Linked DNA regions of Acanthopagrus latus: region 2 is linked to region 1. The links are chromatin contacts, called in public Hi-C maps. All regions are on one chromosome and are shown on one strand. The core of a region is the stretch at or near the end of the contact, and the rest is flanking DNA. Distances in the headings are between cores, read along the strand shown.

The links. A called contact is a pair of places that touch in the nucleus more often than the background predicts.
Region 2: a Hi-C map of muscle shows a contact between it and region 1, with 4 times the contacts expected there. The contact joins the promoter of slc17a6b here to the promoter of lin7c in region 1. A contact is called at or near these places in 3 of 4 Hi-C or Micro-C datasets (liver and muscle).

Annotation. Positions count from the first base shown.
Region 1 is chr4:18,642,870-18,650,671 of fAcaLat1.1, forward strand. It overlaps lin7c (protein lin-7 homolog C), which reads right to left and starts at 5,109. Exons shown (of 5, transcript XM_037095611.1): 1 at 4,905-5,109; 2 at 3,550-3,668; 3 at 3,345-3,416; 4 at 2,963-3,172; 5 at 1-1,974. The coding sequence starts at 4,941. The coding sequence ends at 1,807. It overlaps bdnf (brain-derived neurotrophic factor), which reads right to left. Exons shown (of 2, transcript XM_037094321.1): 2 at 7,627-7,802.
Region 2 is chr4:19,018,197-19,025,998 of fAcaLat1.1, forward strand. It overlaps slc17a6b (vesicular glutamate transporter 2.1), which reads right to left and starts at 3,067. Exons shown (of 12, transcript XM_037095168.1): 1 at 2,186-3,067; 2 at 354-609. The coding sequence starts at 2,259. It overlaps ano5b (anoctamin-5b), which reads right to left. Exons shown (of 20, transcript XM_037095166.1): 19 at 7,437-7,542; 20 at 5,149-7,324. The coding sequence ends at 7,100.

The DNA of each region.
Region 1 (7,802 bases), core at 3,859-6,358:
TGTGAACGCTAAACATGCATTCTGCAAACATTTTACGACTATAAAAACTGTGTCTATATGTGTTGTAGATGTAAACGCAGCAGGAGAGCCTAGATATACAGTTTATTGGAGGTTATTGACACCGTTTTGACATCAGCCTGTTAACTCCCAGTATCAGAACAAACGAAGACTGTTTGGCAGTATTGAGTAATAAAATGTGTGCCATTATCATTCTTATTTTAACATGATGAGCAGTTTGTGTATTACAGTATATGATGTACAAAGACAACTGTTAGGGATGATAAAAGAAAAATGTTGAAGTACGCAAAGAAATCGGTATGAAACACAGAAAGTTTAAAGTAATTTGCTGATCGTTAAGGTAAATAGTTATCTCATCCAAACGCCAGTGTCAACTTTTATCTTTAGTCCTTTAAGAAATCAGTGATTACCAGGATAAATTGAAAGCTTAAATCAGGAAATGTTTCATTCACTGTGAACTAAAAACAATATGCCAATACAACAGATTTAAAGCACAATCCTCTAAACACTGCAAAGTGTTGATGAATACGTAGCAGCCATATACAGCAAGTGTGACATCAATATCTGCCAGTCATTCGTCAAAAACAATGATGACAGCTCACGTCAGGCATTACTGTGACTCAGATTGCGTCATATTGCAAATATCTTATTTTTCTTCATTTTGAATTTTCACTGAATGATGCAAACAATGCTAACAGGCGGTTTTATGAAAAGATCAAAGACAAATGTTAAGTAACTGACTTTTCATCATTATTTATCAGTTTTTATCTGGGCAAGGAAAAAACATGACATGAAGAAAGTTTCTGATCTATGTCAGAAGACAAAATTAATCAGAAGTTGAAGAGTTTAAATCTCATGTCACGTAGGTAAACGCTTCTGATTTATTACTTGGATAAAAGTAAAAATGTGAGTCTCTGGGGTGGCAGGAATTTGGTTCAGGAGTTGCTGAGACCCCATTACATCACTTACAGTACTTGCTGAGCTTTTAATAGTGTGGTATGGAGTTAGAAAACTCAAAGGGTAAGCCCAGAAAAACCTTTAAGATAATCCATCACTTTTGTTTTGAAGCATCCTGTCAGTGGTTTCCCTTATCATCAAACAAACAGATATCTTTTTAATAGATTCAGAATGTCATTAACTCCTCAAAAGATTCACTATTCTGACATATAAATAAAAATCAAACTGTGTTTTTTTTTATGCTTGCACAATTAAAGGGTTTCACATATGTTTTGCATGTATTTATATCAAATCAAATGAAAACAATAGATGCAAAGCATGATGCAATTCCTGCCACAAGCATTTAATTACCAAGACTTGACTTTAAACTATTAAAAAAAGAGAGAGAGAAAAACAACGGTGAACACAGTACATAAGATAAACATGTTGCCCTGAGGCACTTGGTAGTGGGCTGTGATAAAACAATTAAAAACACTACCTTTCCAGTCTAAGGGATTGTGTAGTTGGTCTCAATAGCTTTGCATTCAAATTGTCAATTCAAAAATAATGCACACGTGTGAGTGACCACCTACACTGACAATCATGATCATTCTAGTGTTCATCTAGAGTTGTAGTCTCCTGTCTAACAATGGCAGATAATAAAAATGCTACAGAAAAAGGTAGAAGCACAATATACAGTACGTGTGAGCAGGAACTAAAGCTAAACTTGTAGTGTTTGTTATGCTTTTTTTGGGAAAGGGGGGGGCAGGGAGATAAGAAAGAGACCAGAATAAATGGCCAGAAGGCTCGAGGAGGAGAGATATGAGAGCACGGCATCAACACGGAAAAATCCTACTGGGGATAGCTGTTCTGTTGCCGGCGCTTCGCCGACCTCATTTTCTCAAAGCGTGACTCCATTTCCTCTAGGACTTTGGGGGTGTACCTCACCACCAGCTTCACGGTGCCCTGAGCTGCTTTGAGGAGTTCCACAGCTTTCTCATGGTGCTCACCCTCCACGCTCTGGGGAAAACAAAGAAATGTACTGTAAGATTTTCTCACGACCATTACGACAACCATTACTAAAGCTACCGTTTTTATAGGTTTATTAACCAAAAAAGAAATATACTGTTAAGCACATGGTATGTAGTAACTCTGAAAGGAACAATGAGTTCTGTTGGATATTCAATAAACGTAACATAAGCTTTGGCAGTGTGGTTCAAATTACCATAAAAAAGATTGTAATTTGGACATTTTAATGAGAAAGTCAATTGGATGATCGTCTTTGGCTGATCCTGGAATTTCAAGTTAAGCACAATAAGCAACTGCTGGATGTTGTAGCTGTGGTGAAGAGGCTTCAAAAAAGGTACCCTGTGGAGTTATATTTCTTTTAAATAGAAAATGTATGTTTACACTCCCACTATGACCAAGTACATGATGTATCCCTGAGGCCTAATAAACGTGTTGTACGCACTTCTTCCCTTGTTAAACATTTTCAGATTCTGGATATTCCTTTCTATTATTTCGATCCATATTTGGATGGCAGCAGTCTTCTTCTGTCTTAGCTTTGCTTTATTTATATCTTGACAATCCTAAAACCACCAGTTATTAAAGGAACAGCATAAAAAAAACAAAGAGTTTGCCCTCTACATGCAGGGGCGCATGCTTGAGTGTCCTCTCTGACAAACTGAGGACAAAAACCACACAAGGTACCTTCAAGCTGTAGTTCTTCTGAATTCTGATTATGTTCAGTTTGACCTGTTTGAAATCTTAAGTGTTGTCTACAGCAGAATGACAGGATTCAGATGTGTTATATTTGGCTATATAAACAAAACTGACTTGACAAGTAGTGAATGTGGGATACACTTATTTTATCAGCTGGTGGTTAATGAAGCTAAGTTTACACAAACACCTCTCTGGCTTTACGCTCTGTATGGGAATGCCTATGTTTATATCAAAATACGTACATCGGACTGAAGAGTGTTTTACAGACTCTCCAAATTGAACATACCACTCCATTAACAGAGAGAAGCTGGTCGCCTCTCTTCAGGCCTCCATGTCGGTCAGCGATGCCACCTGGGATGATCCGTGAGATGTAGATCGGCGAGTTTTGCTCCTTTCCACCCATTATATTGAAACCCAGACCTTCTTCTGTCTTGGGCAGTTCCACGACGCGGGGATGCGAGTGTCCCTCACTCGCTGCAAAAGCTGCCACAGTAGCCTATAAATAAAGCAGTGTTTAACTTTTGCAAATATATTTGATTTAATGTATTTAACAGGCATTGTGAAGTGCTAAACTTGAGCAACTTCAAAAACAAATCGTCCAAAACTGAGAAAAGAAAAAAATGTGCACAAGTCAAATACTTGTGTATTAGATGGTCTTTGAGGCCAACCTTAGCTGTGGCGTTGGCCCTGACCTCAGGACTGCTGTTGATGTCCACTGTTTCATAGACATGTTCATAAACCTGAAAGACATCATTAGATAATAGTTGGTCATGACTACAAAGTAATCAAGGCAATCTCTGTTTTCAAAACACAACAGAAAAGTGAACTAATACCATTTCATATTTATATGTATTAAGAGGAACAGTGTCTTACTTCTCTGACAGCGTTACAGAACTCGCTCTGTAAGACCCTCTGCAGCGCCTGCAGCTTCTGCGGAGGCACCTCCCCTGTCCTCTGGAGTTTATCAAGCAGTTCAACAGCACGATTAATATCTGTCAAAAGAACAAATACATCTCCAGGAGTTTTACTGATAGCTGCAAGTGGAAGCATTCACATAGGCAATGACTGTTCCCCGTATGAAAGACAGTACTCGATCAGCGCCGATCTGAAACTAAAATCAAGAATATATGAACTAGTTAAACAAACTCTTAGTGTTACCACAAAAAAAGTCTTAAATAACAAACTAGTTGTTAAAATTGTAATCAAATTTCTGCCATTTAACATGTATTAGTCTGAGATTTAATTGACCTAGACTTGTTTTGATTATACATACTTTGTCCCTGTGGGTATGCTTGTCTTGGCTTACTGCACTATTTATCTCCCATATTAATAAGAAATATGAAGACATCTGAATCAGTGCGACATATTGTGTTGAATCACATACATCACCTTCAGTACAGTTCAGTGTTAGCATATCATTAACTTCATGTTTTACGTGCAATTGCATTAGTCACCATCATTATCTGTTATGTCAAAAAGACATAACAACCAAAGAAATTGGTGGAAAATGGCAAAAACTTTTGTGAGCCATTTTCCTCCAGTTTTTGCATTTTGAGTTAATTTCGTTCTTACACGGAGGGCTCACTACTGTGCTAATCTCTGCCAACTGCTGCTTATAAGGGCTTTTAAACGGCATTCAAAATTTCAGTATACTCAATAAAGAAGAGAATGTTTCATGTATATATTTACTTGCCCATATTAACATTACATAGATGGGTCTTATGTAATATCCACTGTGTATTAACAGTCACAGCAGGAGCTAAGCATCCTGTTCAAAGGAAGTCAAAGCCCGAATTAAAATCGGCAACAAATATCTCCTCTGTATCAGCATTGGTGCTATTGGTGATGAAGCCGCTATTAAAGTGAATTAAAGCCTCAATTGTTTATACAAACATACGTTGAACATTTGACAAAAAAGCTGGATTTACCCATCACTGTATGTTGTTACTTGTATTAGCTAGTTAGCTTATTCCAAGAGAAATACAATGTAGACGTGAAAGAACTATCGTTAATTCATCTCTGTGCCACGGATACAGACAAAAGGGTCAAAGTCATTCACATTATCTATCCGCAAAATATAATTTGTGCATTGTTAGCCCACTAAACAAGAAGGTATGCTGTTAAAAACATTCAGCAGCTCAGTTTGGCTCACGCTAGCTGAGCTAGGTTAATGTCTCCCTGGTATCACAACAAATATTTCTAAGCTAACGCTAGCCTATTAACTTTACCTCTTTCCAGCCGAACAGGCTCCCCAAGCGATGCCATTCCTGAAATGGGCGGCTAGTAAATGTCAGACAGAAACTGCGTTAAACGCTAGATATGGAAAACTGAATTTGGTAATCCGGTGCTAGCGTTACGTGCGCTTAACCGAGACGATAAATCAGATTAGCCAAGTTAGCCGGCTAGGCTAGCTGCCAGTGTCATGGTGCGTTCACGTGATTCTCGTAAAGTAGATGAGCCACCGACCACCAAGCGTCTCGTAATCTGTTGTTAATGGTTGATCGTGGGACAACACTGAAGGCCTCCTCTGTAACTATTCAGTGCTTTTTACCATTTTGTATATATCATGCATTTCCAAGTAACCCATAAATTACCAGATATTTTGTTGAAATGTGCCTTCTGTGCTGAATGTTCCCACTTTCACATTATAACTTAATGAACACACAGTCAGCAGAATCAGTGCACATCTGTGCATTACTGTGTTATTCATTAATCAGCCGCACTGATCGCATTCATTGATGCTTATTGCACAAGGACTTGTTACACATATGCAAATAATGTCCTGTTGACCGTAATCCATGGACCTTTACCTAGCCAGGGACCAGCCAGAAGCTTCTGTGACTTCTTCGCTGACACTCTGGAGGAACTCTCTCTCTCTCCCGCTCTCTGTTGCCCTCTACTGGTTTACTGCAGCACATGTTGAGGCTCCAGCAGACAAGTCTGCAGAAAACTGCTGCTGCACTGCTCTCTGCGGGCTGAAACTTTCAAGCATGATTCATTTCTGACCACACCCCAGATGGTAATGAAACACAAAGCGTCTGCCTCTGACAGCTGATGTAATACACCTGCTCTGACGTCACGAAAATGAGGCGTGACCAGAAGCAAAGCAGACTTGAATTTAGCACCCAAAGCAGCACATTTTGTCCTTTTTATCGATTCATTGTTTAAAAATGTTGATTTCCCCCCCCCCACCTTTCTTTTTGTCCTCATGCTACAGCCACAGATCTCACTCATAGAAATCCTACATCGCACTGTAAGACCAGTTTGCATGCATTATCTATGACCACAAAAGATAATGTAGGTTTGCCTTTAGCTGCAAATATCAACTTGGCTTGAAGACAGCTGGTGATTTCAGAGCCACTTTGTGCATTACTGAGTGATCCGGATGCGTGAGGTGGATTTCTTGTGCTTTGTTAAACAAAAATAGCCTGAAGCTTCTACTCATGATAAATAGTGCAGCACAGAATACCTCATCTCAAGTCCAGGAGAGAGGGTTTGATTCATTATCTTAAGTGCTGAGGATGTGTTAGTGCTCAGACATGTTGAACACATCTTAATGTATCATACCACTTCTTTCTTAAGGTGGATTTTCTATAAAGAGCAAGGCATAGCGGCTGCTTCTCTTCCCATAGGATAATAGAATGTCCGAATTTCTGGAATAACTTGAATTCTTAAAAGAAAATTCATTGCCTTTTGTTTGCTTGTAATTTCTCTCTGATGGCGCTCTTAAAGACCCTCTCTATTTGTTTTTCCGTAAAAGAAAAATAACTTACAGCGTCTTCACCAGCCTCCTCTGAAGAGTAAAGAAGAAAGTGGAACATCTTTCATCTGTTCATTAGACTTCTCTTCTCAGCCATTTGTTGGTTTTGTTCCACCCCCCAAATCTCGAAATGGCACATCCGGTTCTCTTCAGAAGTCACACTTATCCTTTGGCTGATGACGAGGAAGTAAAATGAGGTGGTTGGGATCAAGTGTAGAACCAAAATGAGATATCAGTGAAGTTCCGATGAAGTGTCTTCTCTTTCTGAAAGACGTTATATTACGGGTAAATCTGCAAATGTTCCGTGATATTAAGATGACAGCGTGCACATGTTTTATTGTGATCCTGCTACGACCTTAAACTGTGGCATCTAAACTTGGCAAGCAAGGTGTTGTCACTATGTAATGCACTGAGTTCATGTCTGCTGGTGGGAATGTTGACACCAAAACGTTTCTTTCTGATGACAGAATGTACGACTGCATAAAGAAGAGAAAGATTTGAAGGTGGGATTACAGTGCACTGAGAAGTTGGGTGTATTGTACACAAACGTACGGGTGGGTGAATCCATCAGTGTCAAACTCAGGCATGCCTCATGAACAACCACGGCCGCCTTGTGCTAGTCTACTCTTGTACGTGTAGGCGCTTTTATTGTGAAATATCACGTGTGAAGCTGGAGTGAATCTGTGAAGATCTGTGTAGAAATGCCAAAGTATCAAAGGACAGACAGCAGGTTTGTGTTTCAGTAATGCAAGGAAGTGGTTCAGGTAATGCCAAAATCTGAAGAATATGCCTCCTTCCCCACCCGTAAGACTGCCACCATGTATCACCCATCTGCTGCAACTGGAAATGCATCATCTTCTTGCAGCCTGACAAGGTTAGATAACTGCATTCATTGCTAATCATCATGGTTGTTCAATATTGAAAATTTTTGGCAATGTTTGTGGGTATGCATGTGTGTGTGGGTATGCATGTGTGTGTGTGTGTGTGTGTGTGTGTGTGTGTGTGTGTGTGTGTGTGTGTGTGTGTGTGTGTGTGTGTGTGTGAATGTACCCGCCTTCCTCCCTCCCTGCCTACCTGCCTGTATAATAAAGTTTATCCTGCCTGGAAATGCACTGTTAAAACTTTACCGACATTGATTTTGGTTTTTCAGTTGCCTATAGTCATTTTTATTTCTTCAAATATTTCAGTTTAATATTGCAAACAACTTCACAACATACAAAATGAATAATATTAACCCAGAAACATGTCAATGAATAAATTTTATATATATATATATATATAGATTTTTTTTTTTATATATATCTTGTCCTCTGGTGGGGATAAAAAAATAAACAGCAAAGCTTTGACAACAGCACCTTGACATAGT
Region 2 (7,802 bases), core at 1,817-4,316, 370 kb after region 1:
CTATAAAAACGAGCTGACGTGAAGCAGGGTCACATTTATGACACATTAATAATGTAGGCATGTGTTAAAAATACCCCACGCCTATTTAAAGGATTCTTACACACAAATATCAGCCTTCATTTGGCAGAAGCTCTTCGGGCACAATCACTGGGGGCAGTTTAACATTTAGGAGGTGGTTTTATGGCCTATAATATAACAGCAGGCCTCGTGTGTTCTGCCGTAGTTTCCCCTCCACCTCCTCCCTCTTCTTTTCTTTTTCCCTCCCCTATAACTCCGAGCAGCTGCCTCGTGTCTGGAGGCATGCAGCCTACGTGTGTTTCTACGTCAGGAGAGCTCGCTGCCGGCTGCCACACCTCCTTGATGATGATCTTGCCGTTCTGGTGGATGGTGCTGTTGTTGACCATGCCCACTATGGCCACGCCCAGGTTGCACCGGATGCCGAAGGAGATGCAGAAGCCCAGGCCGCTCAGGATGGCGATGATGTAGCGGCGGGGCAGACCGCAGCAGTTGCAGTCGCACAGCGGGGGCTTCTTCTCCGCGGCCTCCCGGGGCCGCCCGTCCTCCGTCAGCTCGATCACCTCGCCCGTCTTCTGCCTCTTCTCCATCACCCTGTTAACAACAGCCAGGGGGGAAGACAGTGTCTATAGCAAGTGTGCCTAAGGAAACACCAACACTGAAAATATCTAAAATGTCTCGTCAAAGGTGCTGTCTGTATGATAAAGTTGATACTTGGGCCTCATACCCAAATCGTCTAATAATGACGCTTTGGAACTACAGGCCGCCTTCCCAAAGCGTCATTATTTCAGGAGTTGAGAATAAGAGTCAGAAATCGCATTTTCCTACAAATTGCACCTTTAAATGTGAAATATTTCACATCATATTTCACATCATATTTTATTAGGCCCGTTTTTTTTTATTATTTGTTTTTTTTTCTGTTTCCGGATGAGGGATTAATTCTGGGCTGGGTGCTGGGTGGGAGGTTTTGGGAGGTTTGCGTGCCTGTCTGAGATTTCATGTCACTTCAGTCAAGAACATGAAGGAGGAGAGTCATGCACAACCACCAGAACCAACCATCTGTACACGTGTGAGGCCTCCACACTGGAGATCAGTCTCTCTGTCAGGCTGAAGGAGCGTCACATCTAGCTGTGAGACATTATGGGCATCACCTTTTAAACACATGTATCCACCTGGTTTTCCTCTTGAGAGGAAAAGATAAGAACGTAATAATTCAGTGGGACCCGTGGAGCTGGTGTCCCTGACTGTACCGCATTGCAGCAGCAGCCCAGCTCGCTTTCACACTCATTAGCATTCACGGGACCGAGCAGCATCTCCAGCCTCCAGACAGAAACACGTCTGTGGGCATTCCTCGGACCCCTCCAGGAGAGCCACAGCTACAACAGAGTGTCCAAATCCAGCGTGCAAAAAAAATGATCCAAATTGAGAAAACAAACAAACAAACAAACAAACAGCTCAACAGCAGCCAATTAAAAAATATATACAATGAATACATATTTATGTATGGATTGCAGTTTCTTTTTTGGGGGGGGGGATAATCGGAAACCAAACTTGAGCTCATCAGCGATACATGCGCATTCGTTTTTCGTTTTGTTTTTTCTTTTTTGTTTCTTTTTTTTTTTATTGGATTTCTCTCTCAGATCGGAAATAACTGCGCACAAAAACACATGACGGATAGATTCACGAGGGATCCATCTCTAGATAGCAGACATGCGTCTTTATTCGATCGCAGGTGCAGACACCATCACCACCACCTCTCAAGGAAACCCCATGTTCGAGGCGACGCGTTTGATTTGATTCCGCACGTTCACCCTGACGCGTGCGTCACTGCTTTTAAAGATAATATGATACAATGCGTTATATCAATTATGAATGAACCCACACCCCTCAAAAAAAAAAAAAAAAAAAAACGCGCGTGGGGGGCCTGCACGTCCCGTTTAATGAGATTCACGCACAGGCCCCGCATCAGGACGGACTGACAACACACACACACACACACACACACACACATTTGATTGCATAATTTTCCTCTCCCATCCAGAGGCGTGACTATCATCCCTGTTTAAGTTGTAGCTCAATTTCGGGTGACCATTCATCACAGTCACACTTCCACACGAGGCAATTGGCAAACACATAAATAGATAAATAAATAAATAAAGCGTGTCCTTACCTGTGCATATGACCTAGGGCCTTCCCCGCAAATTCTTTCACCCCCGCCGTGGCTCTCATCTTCACCGCCTCCATATCCAGTTTCTACGCGTCGGCCTTGTTTCTCGAGATTATCTTTAATGCTCGATCTTCATGTTACACAGCGCAGGATGGCCGACTGCAGCGGCTGAGAGGAAAAACAACAAACCAAGTTATGACAGAATCTACGGTCCAGGGGAGGCGACGGTCCCAGGAAAAAAAATAATAATAAATTAACAACAACAAAAAAAAAAATCAAAAAACAAAACAAAACCGCGCCTACTTTTCACAATCAAAGATTCTGGAAACGAAAACACCTCCGCGTAGAAAAAATAAAAGACTCAAACGAGCTGTGCGCCTTCGTCCACCCCCAGCTCATCTCCCGCCTGGCGTACAGTAGCCGCGCCGAGTGCCATCACGACGGAAACTAACGCGGAGGGGGTGAAATCGACGGCCGGCGTCGTGGAGCAGCGCAGGAAGAAAAAAAAAAAGAGAGAGAGAGAGAGGACGATTGAATAGGAAGGATTAGTGGAGGGGGATAAACAGGACGGGAAAAAAACCCAAACCTGAAAGTTTAGGGAGCGGGAGTGCGCGTTTTTGTGTGTGTGTGTGTGTGTGTGAGTGTGTGTGCGTGTGTGTGTGTGTGTTTGGAGCGGCTTCGGTGAATCGAGCGGGGCTGGATCGCGTCTCCTGTGGTGGTGAGCGCAGGTTCATCTGACGTCGCGTTTCAGCACCGAGGTCAGCGACGGCAGCTCCGCGTCCAGCAACATCTGGCCAGCTGCTCCGCACGACTCACTGGGAGGCCGGGAGTCGACATAAAACATGAGAATACACACACACACACACACAAACACACACACACATACGCACACGAATCTGATTCTGTTGGTGGTTTAATAAAAACATATGAAGGAGGAGGAGGAAAAGGGGAGGACAGGGTTTTACATTATGTCGTAGTCTGAATTATGTGATCTTTTTTTAAAAAAATGTATTCGTTTGCATGTGTTTATTTATTTATTAATGCTCAAAAGTGTGGAATAAACACAAAACCAGGCGCAGTGAAGCCCAAGTATGAGAGCTGCAGGTCTCCCGAGGGCGGTGCTATGGAAACCAAATGAGCAGGAGTGGATTCCCCCTCCAACGAGCTCCTCTCTCCTCCTCATCGTAGGAATCCATCAATTATTTAAGCATCTCCCATATTTCCACCCCCCACCCAACGCCCTCCCACCCACCACATCTTCCCCACAGAGGCGTGAACACAATTCTGGAAGGATTTTTCTTTTCAACATTTAACATTTTAATCAAAGACACATCTGATACCTTGAGACAGGATTTTGAAGCCCCCCAAAAAATAAAAGGCTAAAAGCCACTAATATAATCCAGTTAATAAGAATTGAAAATAGTATAACATCATAATAATGATAGCGATATGAGTAGTTTCAGGTGTGGAGATGTGAGGTGTGTTGTTAGAGGACAAAAGAGAGAAGAGAAAAGAGATCAGCGTGTGCTCCTGTCATTTGTTGGTGTCGGGCGACACCTGGTGGTCACACGTGGTACATCACCCTGCTCTCTTTACACTATGTGTGATTATTCTGAGCTGATTCTGATTCATTTGTGCTTGTTATATTCGTCATTTATCTTCTTTACACCCATGTTTGTTTTGTTGAATCGTGTCTGATATAAGAGTTCAGAGTTTTATATCTCTTAAAGCTCAAGGAAGTGTGTTGATGAGTGAATGAACACATTTTGAGACTAGAGGACTGTTCTCACTTTCATGACATGAGGTTTGTCTCCGTGAAAATTTTGGACAAGTTGTTTGTTCGACAGACCTTTTCTGCAGGCAGAATGTGGCCCCCTTTAACTAAACCATCGGGGCCCCTTGCTCATTTCACCAATCGGCACAGAAAAAACTCATTTCATTAAAAAGTTTGAGCCCAGAGGGAATTTAGGAGAGCCAGACTGGCAGCCCTCCTCTCATAAGAAAATTAGCATTTTCCTGTTTTTATCCCACACCTTTGTGTACACAATGATTCTATTTCAATTGTCAGAACTAATAAAACTTTAAAACTTAAAAACTAAAAAGCAAGTATTTAATACATTTAAACTGTGACCTTCACAATTCAGACACAGGAAATGTACAAATCTGGCCCCTTGGTACTCAAACAGAAACCGCTCCACAGAATGGATGTCGAGAAATGGACTTCTGGAGACACCTGGTGATCAGTCGGATACTTACATATTCGGGGATTGTGAGTTCTTCACTGAGGAAAAATGAATCGATGTGCTGTTAAGAATTGGTGAGAAGCTTATTGAACTTTCTTCAGTCGACCTCGTCATCAAGCCTCTCCCTGCTGAAGCGTGAGGGGTGGCGTGAGGTCATCAGGGAGAATCAGCTCACCTGGTCTGCCGGAGCCAGACAGTCGTTCTCTCTCTCTTCCCCCTTCGTTAGCTGCATTGTATTTAGTTTGTCTATATCAAACTTATTTTTAGCTACAACTCGTGTGTTCTCCCCCTCGTTTGTCCAACCTTATTATTATCCGAAGGCAGCGTATTTTTCTTAGTCCCAAAACATATCGAGGAACTTTAAGGTGGTTATAAGGCATGTTTCTTGACCTTTTCAGGATCTGACAGGAATGACAGGAGTCCAGTGATTTATTGAAACAAAAATGCAGATATTTAAAGTTTACCGGCATGGTGGGAAGTTTGAATCAGTGTAGCTATGAGGTGAGGGATGCAAGTCGGAGGACAGGCACAGGTACCGGTTGAGGTACAGGTGTCAGGTTAGGCTGGAAAGCAAAGACAATCTGGCCACCGACTGAGGAAACATGCCTGGTATACAAACAGCAAACCATCAGAGGGATTAGAGATCAGAGATTCATTGTGGCTCTGCCATGTGTTTTTGTGCCGCTGCGCAGGCTATGAACCAATAACACTCACACTCAAAACTGTTATTCCTTCATTTATTTGTGAATATTAACAGCGTTTCTGTACAGTAGGCTACGGTGAACTTAGAATGTAACAGACAGACATTTTTTTTTTACATTAGAATTCATGCGGGTCAAAGCAGAAAGAGCAACTACTTTGCAGAGACTAGCAGCAGCAACAAATGATACAAAACAGATTCGGAATTCAGTTTGGAAATTTTGTTGTTAGAAAATCATACAAAATGTAAAAACAGACGTTTAAGGCATTAGTTAGTTGGGATATACATCGTGCACCCGTTGGGGTCGGCTGCACACATCTGACGTCTGCAGACTGCTTGACAAACACGGGGAGATGTTTAATCCTGAGATTGAAGTAAGCCAGGCTTAGTCTTTGACTGGAATCACAAATGCAAGATTTACATTAACAACAAAGAGGTTTCAATAAAAACACTGATAAGAGTAAATGCATATTAGTCTTTAGAGTTTACAAAAAGACATCTGATGGATGAGTTTTGTACTGTGAAGGAATATAATGCAATCTTTGTCTCCTGCAGAACGAGTAGCAAAGTTTTTTTTTCCTTGTCTGGTCCCTTAGAAAGTAGTAATTCATAGCGTAATATGTACTTTAGAAATGACCAAACTTAAACTGCTTGATGGTCACTTATTAAGTGTTGCTTGGTATAAAAAGAGAAGTCAGGTTATGCGAGTAAACTGATAATAATAAAAAAAAAGATGACTATGAAGTAGCTCTGGACACACATGCTTCACAAGAGAGAGCAGAAGCAGATCAATAAATTAATTGCACTAAAACCCTTCAGAATAGAAAACAAAAGAAACAATATTTCTCTATCTACAGCAAAACTTAGTCACCAGCTAGAGTTATTCTTCTAACTCAGTCCCTTGCTCACACGTATCTCCAACCAGGGTACAGGCAGTCCTGCTTTCTCTGAAATGAAGCTTGCGATTGTTTACGCCTGGAGTATACGGAGACAGCAGTGATGTGGAATCCGGAAACAGACGCGCAGGCCGTCTATTATCCGTGTGCGATTCATGATTGGCCTGAACTCGCACACACGAACTGATTATATCGAAACAGAGGATCTGTCTTTTCCTTCTGATAAAAAACAAAATGTATAATTGGTCCCACAGCAAGTTGGAGAAACATTTTGGAGGATGAGACGTGAGCCTGCAGCCGCATGGAATAACACCGCCGACACTCTCTGATCCCACCGCAGAATGATGGAGGTACTTGGTTCTCAAACGCACAGTTTTTGCACAGCTTCTTCTAAACTGCCAATCTTATAGCCCAGCTATGTAGATACCCTTTTGAAAATGCTTTTAATAAAAGGAGTAAGTACATATACATGTGTTTCATATCTAGATATTCAAAATCTGCGAGTGTTTTCTACATTCATAGTTAAATGACAGAAAAAAAGCCCACATGACGAACAACATCTGCAGCTGAACTGATATGAGTTTTCTAACCACAGTTAGCAGTCAGACATCACAGCTGAAGAATCACATGCAGAAAACTCAATGGATGATATCATAATAAACAACTCTTTTAAGGGTACTTACACCTAATGTCACATGTTCAACAACACTATCTTTAACTCTGTCAGCACGTACAGGGATGACTCATTTTCAGCCATAATGAAAGGAGAGTTTGAAGGCATCACACGTGGAATGCTGCAGGTACAATCTTTCTGCTGTTATTTTCCATCACAGCACCTTCTGATATATATATATATATATTTTCTTTTTATGGCACAGGATTTTTTCCTTCGCTCATGAAGCTGATTTTAAGCAGTGACTCGTTTTTCTCATGCTTTCAACACAGACCCTAATATAGGAGTCCATGCAGCCGGAGCAGATAACAGCTTCATTTTCTCTCCCGAAGACAGAAGCCCTTGTACGTGGATGTTCTCAGCATCCATCCCTGGCTTGGTTAGTCGGAGGTGTGACGCAGGGAGCTACAGGCACTCGGACAGCACCTCGTGTTTGTCCGTCGTCAAGGACATTTCTGACTGTGGCTCCGTGATGAAGCTGGCGCTCAGCTGCATTTTGAGCCGCTCCACTTCGTAGTCATGCAGTTCCCCTTGTATCAGGTAGCGCTCCCGTTTGATCCGCGCCTTCACGTCTGACGGGATGTCCGGGATCAACCACGCCACGAAGAACTTCACCACGAAGACCACGTGCTGCAGAGGAAGAATTACCGATTACAATGACCACAACAATCAGCATTTTTCATTAATACTAAGCGTTTGCTCTTTCGGGAACGAGAAGGGAAATAGCTGTGTGCTCTCTCACCTCCATGATTATTATGAAAGCCATTTTGGCTGCCAGGATGTGCCAGAACTGCATGGTGTGAGCGTACTCATTCTCGTGGCCGGGAGGGTAACGGTAATCACGGTATCTGTACAGAACAACAGGTAACTAAGGGTACCATCAGCACTGTTTCATTAACTTAATCACTAAACAACATGCGCTGGTACCAGAACACATCAGGAAATAACACAGAACAGAACAGAAGCTCAAACTTAGGAGGTGATATAAGTTCTACTGTTAAATGTGTTCCCTCAGATAAAAAGTGACACTTTCCTGGCCAGTGATGAAGAACATACTTCCATAAATGACTTATAATATCTGCAGAAATTAAGTTTTTACCCTCTTTAA